2 separate regions of the Gossypium hirsutum genome follow, and region 2 is linked to region 1. A link is a contact called in public Hi-C data. All regions are on one chromosome and are shown on one strand. The core of a region is the stretch at or near the end of the contact, and the rest is flanking DNA. Distances in the headings are between cores, read along the strand shown.

Region 1 (3,820 bases), core at 546-3,045:
AGTAATCTAAAAAATGCACCAAGACAAGCACTGGACTGTGTGATTTTGTAATCAATAATCAGCAAGCTATCCATCAACCAAGGGGCTAAATTAATAACCCAGAATAATAGAGAAATAAGATATCAGCAGATTTTAGGAAAAAGTAAGCTATTTAAATTTAGATATTTAAATTTAGATGTCAAGTTAATGATGTAATTTTACCCGCCCTGGAATCAGAGGACTGAACGCACACACACACACACACAAAAAAAAAAAAAAAAAAGAGAGAGAGAAGAATGGCATTATGAGAAAATAAGAAATAATATAGTAACATGGTTTGTTTGAGAACATTTTAACTATAGTATTTACATCATAAATGGTTTTCTATCTGAAGCAGAATCCAAATACAATTCCATTACCTAGGAAAAGGATTAAAAGAATTGAAAGACAGCACATTGACGTGGAATATTTGAGAAAAGAAAGCTGCAATCCCACAAGGGAAAGATATTGAGCAGATATTCAAAGAAGCAAATGATAATATTATCCTAAATGGCAGGAGAAATAGAACTTCAGAATCAAAAGAGCAATATTTTCATGATGTCAAGATAATTATCAACCTATCATCATCTAACAGCATGAACCATTACAATGCAATTCAAAGATCATACTTGGTGGCATATGTGCTGGTTCGGAAGAAATGTGGAATTTCTTATAATTTCTAAGAATTTCACATATTTCAGCTGGTCTTAGCCACCTATGCTGCGCTTCCAGGAGTATTTGATCAATATCTGCACCAAACAAGATGAGAGAGTTCGCTCAAATCTATGCATATAACTTCATATCAAAAAGTAAAAAACCATCAAATTACTCAAACCCTCACATTAACTTCGTAATAAAAAAGATTCTTGATTAATACAAAGCTCTGTGTACCAAAGAAGAAGAAAGTCAAAACAGCTTCATTTGCCTTTTAATTCTGACCCTAAGTCTCTCTCTTTTCAACAAAATTAATACCCCCTCTGCTTAACCATTTCTCTTCTTCCGCATAAAAGAACCCGAATGAGAAGCCATAGTCTCGAACAAATTAATTTAAAACCCACCACAGAAACTAAAGTATAAGCAAGAGCACTACATTTTAGTAAACCAAACCAATAAAAAAAAGGGTGTTAAAACATGCAAATTTCAACATTCACTAGAAACACAAATAAAAGATAATGTAAAAAACTAGGGGGACCCCCGGGGGGGGGGGAGAAATGAAATAGAATATAGAAGAGCCAATTATATAGGTACCAAGTTGATTAGTAAGGACATCGCGCCTAGACTCTGCCATAATCTTGGCTTTCTTTCTTCTTTTTCTCTGTTCAACTCACTCTCTCTCTTAGCTCAAAATATAAAACCCTTGAGAAAAAGCTCCTTTCCAAGGACAGAAGTTATACTCATTTAAGGATCTGTTAAAAGCCCAAAACAAAACAAAAAAAAGAACGCGGTTTATCGAGAAAAGAGAAAGTGGGTGATCGAAGGTAACGCGCCCTTGCTATGTAAGTTTTAATCTCGTTTGTAAAGAAGAATTTTAAAATACAGAAAATTTATATATACATATTTACAAGAGAAAGAGGGAGGAAATCGCCGAGGAAATGGATGGAAGAGGGATTATCACTATCACCCAGGATTCAACGTCGTAGACTTTCTTCGCTCCACTTTTTGACCACCCTTCTCACTTATTGAAACAATCTGCCTCTACCATTATCTTTTATCATTTACCCCAACTTGACTAAACTTTTCTTTTGGTGACAAGGGTACATAAACTATCTTTTATCCATTTTACACTAATTTATAATTTACCCTTTAAATATCATCATTGGACGTTTAAAATATAATTTTTAATTTTTTTTCTTATATATTATTTTTCTCTTTATTTTTTTTTGTTTTCTTTTCCATTTTCTTTCTTCTCCCTTTTATAATATTTGTCAAATACTAACAATATTTATACCGAAAATAAAATACTATTCAAAATTCACTCGCTCAAAATTAAAACACTAGCCATTAATTATATTTTCAAATTTTACTCTCTGCTTGTTGAACCTAGCCAGATTAAAAAAGTTCATTCATCAATCAAAATTAGTGTTTTTAAAAATCGAACAGATCTATTGGACAAGAAGCTGACTCGAATATCAATCTGAAGATAAAAATTGGCTTGGTAACTTTTCGTTTTGGGGTTTTCATACTTGGGATTGAATATTAATTATATGCTGAAATTGGATTGAGCATGTCACTCGGCTAAATTGATAATTGGGGACTTTATTTGTTTTTCAGCTATAAGCCAGATAAACAAAAAAATTTTCTTCAAAGGCGGTGTCATGCAATGAGTTTTTTTCTAAAAGCCACTCCAGTTCTGCTAACTTAACTTAATAAATGATGGTTTAATTAGATGAACATTTTCCTAAAATTAACAAAGGCAACTGCGACACACAACAGGTCTTACACTGACACACAATAAGCTGACGCCAAGTCCCAGACAGGTCTTACACTAGCTTGTATATCTCGAGGCTAATGGATGTCCCAAACATGTCTTACACTAGCTCTCGTCTCAAAGCCAATGCATGTGCCAGACATGTCTTACACTAGCACACATATCACCCAATGTCATGGCATGAATATCCAAATCTATTCCTAAAGTTCAACCGGTAGTCTTTACTACGTTAATTTCTCAATGTGCATACTCATATTCACAATCATAACAATTTATGCAATATCAATTCAATCACAAATCATAACAATATAGTTGCATTATTAACATACAACTTACCTCAGATTACAAAATGTAGGCGACTAGTCGGTTTTAATCTACTTGGATAGCCTTCCCCTGGTCTAGGTTCGAATTTTGTGTTTCTTGATCTAAAATAATAAAAATTCATCCATTTAATTACTAGATAAATTTATACAATCAAAAATTCATATTTTTTTGCAAAATGACCATTTTGCCCCTAAACTTTCACAAAATGAACATTTTATCCCTAGGCTCGAAAATCAAATTTTATCGAATTTCTTCATGCCTTAATCCTAGACAAACCCTTTTTACTCTTATAACATCCCAAAATTTCCATTATTTCACCACATTACTATCTATTTTACAATCTTTACAAAATGATCCTATTAGGGTTTTCATGAGAAGTTCTTTCACAAAAGTTGTTTATTTCACAACCATAACTTATATTATTCCATAAAATTTCAGTTAACAACATATATGCTTTCATAGGAAAACCCTAGACTCTCAACCATTTTGCAAAATAGTCTCTTCATTAGTTAGCTCATGCTATAAGGGTTCCAAAAGTACCAAAATCATAAAAAATAACCATCTAAATCACTTACTTGAGAGAGGAATAAATGGCTGAAAGTTTCAAGCTCCCATGGCTATTTCTTGGAGGAAAAATCGGTGGAAGAAAGAAGAGTAAAAAGATGACAACATTTTTCTCTTTATTTTATTTCTAGACAATATTAAGTCATCAACTCACCTAACCATTTGACCAATTGATTTATCTTGTCCCTACGGTCGGCCAAGCTTCTTTTAAGGGTCTAATTTCACTTTAAAGACCTCAAATTATGGCTCTCTAGCTATTTAACACCTTTGGCTAGCAAATCACAACTTTTTCCCTTTATGCGATTTAGTCTTTTTTTTTGCAATTAGGCTCACAATGCTAAAATTAATTCACCAAAATTTTCATACACTCATATAATCATACTATGACACCAAAATAAAAATAATAATAATTTCTTGACTTCAAAATTGTGGTCCTGAAATCACTGTTCTGACTAAGCCCAAAATCGGTTTGTTACAAAACTGTTG
Region 2 (3,820 bases), core at 710-3,209, 720 kb after region 1:
TTTTCTTTTTTCCTTTTCTTTCAAAAATAGTATACATATATTTAGATATAAAAATAAAAAAGAAAACAAAAAATAATACATTTTTTAAATTCCGGCCACCGTGCAAAGGTGACAAAGACGGCGGACGGCGCCAGTCCGGCGCCTGGGTACTGACCGGACCATAGCCGAAATGGGAAAAAGGGAGAGAGTTGAGAGCTTTGTTTTATTTTTTTTATTTTTTTATTTTTACTATTATTTATATTATTATTATTTCTCATGTATATATTATTATTTATATTATTATATTATATATACCCTCTCTATATTTATTTATATTATTACTATCATTATTGTTACTTCTATTATTTTTTTTTCTGACTATTATTATATATATATATGTATTATTGTTTGTATTATTATTATTATTATTATCACCCATATTGTTATTACTTTACTTTTGTATTCTAATATATTATTAATATTACTCATATTTTCATTATTTTTGCTATTACTATTATTATTATATATTAGTGTATATTTTTATGTATATATATATTTATATATAGTATTGTTTTTTATTACTTTAATTTAATATTTTTATTATATTTGCTTTTTGTATTTCTATATTTATTATTATTATATAGTGTGTATTTCTATTATATACATATATATTTTTATATATAGTATTATTATTTACTTTACTTTAATATTATTGTTATCATTATATCCAACCCAATAATAATTCTTTCATAAAAGTAATATTCCGTATTTGGTAATTCGAGACAATCGTGCCCTAACTTATTGGGTTTCGATTTTTCTCCTTTAACCTAAATAACGGAATACTCTTTTAAATCGCGACATGAGTTTTGAAAAATGCTTATTCTCAGAGATACGAGGTGTTGTGCCCTAACTTACCGGGTATGGCATTTTGTTACCTCGAAATAAGATTTTTGCAAGTAAAGGCAATATTCGGTGTTCGGAAATTCGAGGAAACGTGCCCTAACTTATTGGGTTTCGATTTTCCTCATTCACCTTAACTAACTGAATAACCTTTTGAAATACACGAATTTTTATATAAAAGGCAAGCTCGCTCTCGAAAATTCAAGATGTCGTGTCCTAACTTACTGGATGTGACATTTTATATTGTGAGACGAGAAGGTCTTTAACATTTGAGCATTTTCTTTACAAAGAGGGATCGTATTTTAAATTCTTTCAAGTTTTCAAATTTTCGACACTAAGACACTAATTAATCAACTAGGTACCAATTTTGGGCGTATTGAGGGTGCTAATCCTTCCTCGTGCGTAACCGACTCCCAAACTCATTTTCTGATTTTCGTAGACAAAAAATTATCGTTTTAGTAAATCTTAACTTTTATTAAAATGATTAATTTAAGGTGATCCGATCACACCTCATCAAAAAAGATTGGTGGCGACTCCTCTATTCGTTTTCATTTCTAAAAATCTAAGTCAATTCCCTTTTTTTTTTAAAAAATGGTTACGACAACAATAATAATTAAAAGTGTAATTATTCTGTCTACTAGTAGTGGAGTGGAAAAAACTCCACAAGTATATCTGGATTGATGTCATTTTATGGAATTTTTTTACTCCACTAACCTTGAGTGTATAGGATAATTATTCTAATTAAAAATGCAACAAAAGTTTCATTTGTTTATATATGGATAAATTTACAATTTGATATATAAAATTTAATTTTGTACAATTATACATAAAATTTTGATTGTGATTCAAATAAATGTGTAAAATTTTTTTAACTTTATTCAATTATACATATTTAAAAAAATAAATATATCAAAATTATTTTTATATTAAATAAATATAATCATTTATATATATAAAGTGAAAATCAAATCAAAATTTATTTATAAAATTACAGAAATTAATTAATTAAAAATTAATATATAATTTTGAGTTTTATACTTGTATATTTATTTTTTCCTACCCCAGTGAGGCTGTTAAGAATCATCTAACAAGTTCAAAAGTTAATACCCAGATGACCATTCAAGAAAAAAAAGCCTGAATTGGTGTATTTCAAACCCCACCCCCACTCCCCCCTTCCCCCCCCCCCCCAAAAAAAATAAAATAAAATAAAATAAAAAATCCACTATTGTTGTGTTCCCCCAAACGATGTATCGGTTTCCTTGGGTGTTGTTTCTGGTAGCAGCAGTGAACATGGCCGTTGCTGCAGAGCCTCTCCGGCCAGGGTTTTACTTTGAAACATGTCCGCCGGCGGAATTCATCGTCAGAGATGTGATGAAGAAAGCCATGATTAGGGAACCAAGAAGCCTTGCCTCTGTTATGCGCCTTCAATTCCATGATTGCTTTGTTAATGTATTATACAAGTCTGTTCAATTCCATGATTACTTTGTTCATGACTTTTTGCTTAAGCCTGCTTTTGTTTTGATTCAGGGCTGTGATGGTTCGTTACTCTTAGATGATACAGCAGACATGGTTGGGGAAAAGCAAGCTCTTTCAAATATAAATTCGCTACGATCTTTTGAAGTTGTGGATGAAATCAAGGAAGCCTTGGAAGATGCTTGCCCGTCAACTGTGTCTTGTGCAGATATCTTAGTCTTAGCCGCCAGAGATGCTGTTGCTCTGGTACTAATAAGTAATAACCCTTCTTTATTTCTTCATCACATTTTTGATAGAATTTAAGTTCAGCTTTTTTGGTTTGTAATTTATCAGAGTGGAGGACCCAATTGGGAAGTGAGATTGGGAAGAAAAGATAGCTTAACAGCCAGTCAACAAGACTCCGACAATATAATGCCAAGCCCAAGAGCGGATGCAACTTCTTTGATCAATCTTTTCGCCCAATTCAATCTATCAGTGAAGGACCTTGTAGCCCTTTCTGGGTCACACTCCGTAGGCAAAGCTAGGTGTTTCTCCATCATGTTCAGGCTCTACAACCAATCTGGGTCCGGCAAACCTGACCCTACCATCGAACCAGAGTTCAGAGAAAAGCTAAACCAGCTTTGCCCACTTGGTGTAGATGAAAACGTGACGGGACCCCTGGATGCAACCCCTAGAGTGTTTGATAACCAGTTCTACAAGGACTTGGTGGGTGGAAGAGGGTTTCTGAATTCGGATCAAACCCTTTTCACGTCTCGTCGGACTAGGCCATATGTAAGGGTTTTTAGCAAAGACCAAGATGAATTTTTTAAGGCATTCGTAGAGGGGATGTTGAAGATGGGGGAGTTGCAGTTTGAGCAGCCTGGTGAGATAAGAACCAATTGCAGGGTGGTCAATGGTAGACCTGTAGATGTATTAATGTCATATTGAAGGAAGATAGATATTTTGTTTTTGTTCTTCTTCTTGCTGTATATCAAGGCAATTAGTACCATCATATACAAGTCTTTAGAAATAAGAATATATATATATATATATATATGAAAAAGAGTAAGGGCACAAAAGCAAAGAGAATCTATATACTGATCAAAACTGAGTTGCTACGGAATTAAAGACAAATGAAACGGAGTTGTCAAATTCCATTTTCATTAATCTTTATTCAATACATCACAAAATAAATTAATTTTCTTTTTATTAGAATTTTTATTTATTTGTAATATTAAAAATTAATATAATTAACAAAATAACTAAACAATAACATATCCAGTATCATGTTTGCTAGTATATATAAATCAATTTTTAATAATAAAAATTGATAAAATTTTACATAATTAATTTACTCTTTAATTTAACTACGAAAATTAATTTACTTATTTTTCAAATACAAAATACAATTCGACCCCTTAAACACTTTCCTATACTTTTAAATAAACAATAATACATACAGTATCATATGTATTTTATACAAATATGC

The links. Hi-C and Micro-C count contacts between places; a contact is called where the count stands out from the background.
Region 2: a Hi-C map of leaf shows a contact between it and region 1, with 2.2 times the contacts expected there. The contact joins the promoter of LOC107934419 here to the promoter of LOC107903621 in region 1. A contact is called at or near these places in 2 of 34 Hi-C or Micro-C datasets (callus and leaf).

The regions. Positions count from the first base shown.
Region 1 is chrA12:36,136,110-36,139,929 of Gossypium_hirsutum_v2.1, forward strand. It overlaps LOC107903621 (calmodulin-binding transcription activator 3), which reads right to left and starts at 1,796. Exons shown (of 13, transcript XM_016829714.2): 1 at 1,267-1,796; 2 at 648-767. The coding sequence starts at 1,306.
Region 2 is chrA12:36,858,376-36,862,195 of Gossypium_hirsutum_v2.1, forward strand. LOC107934419 (peroxidase 17) reads left to right here and starts at 1,960. Exons shown (of 3, transcript XM_016866850.2): 1 at 1,960-2,328; 2 at 2,407-2,598; 3 at 2,686-3,343. The coding sequence starts at 2,125. The coding sequence ends at 3,279.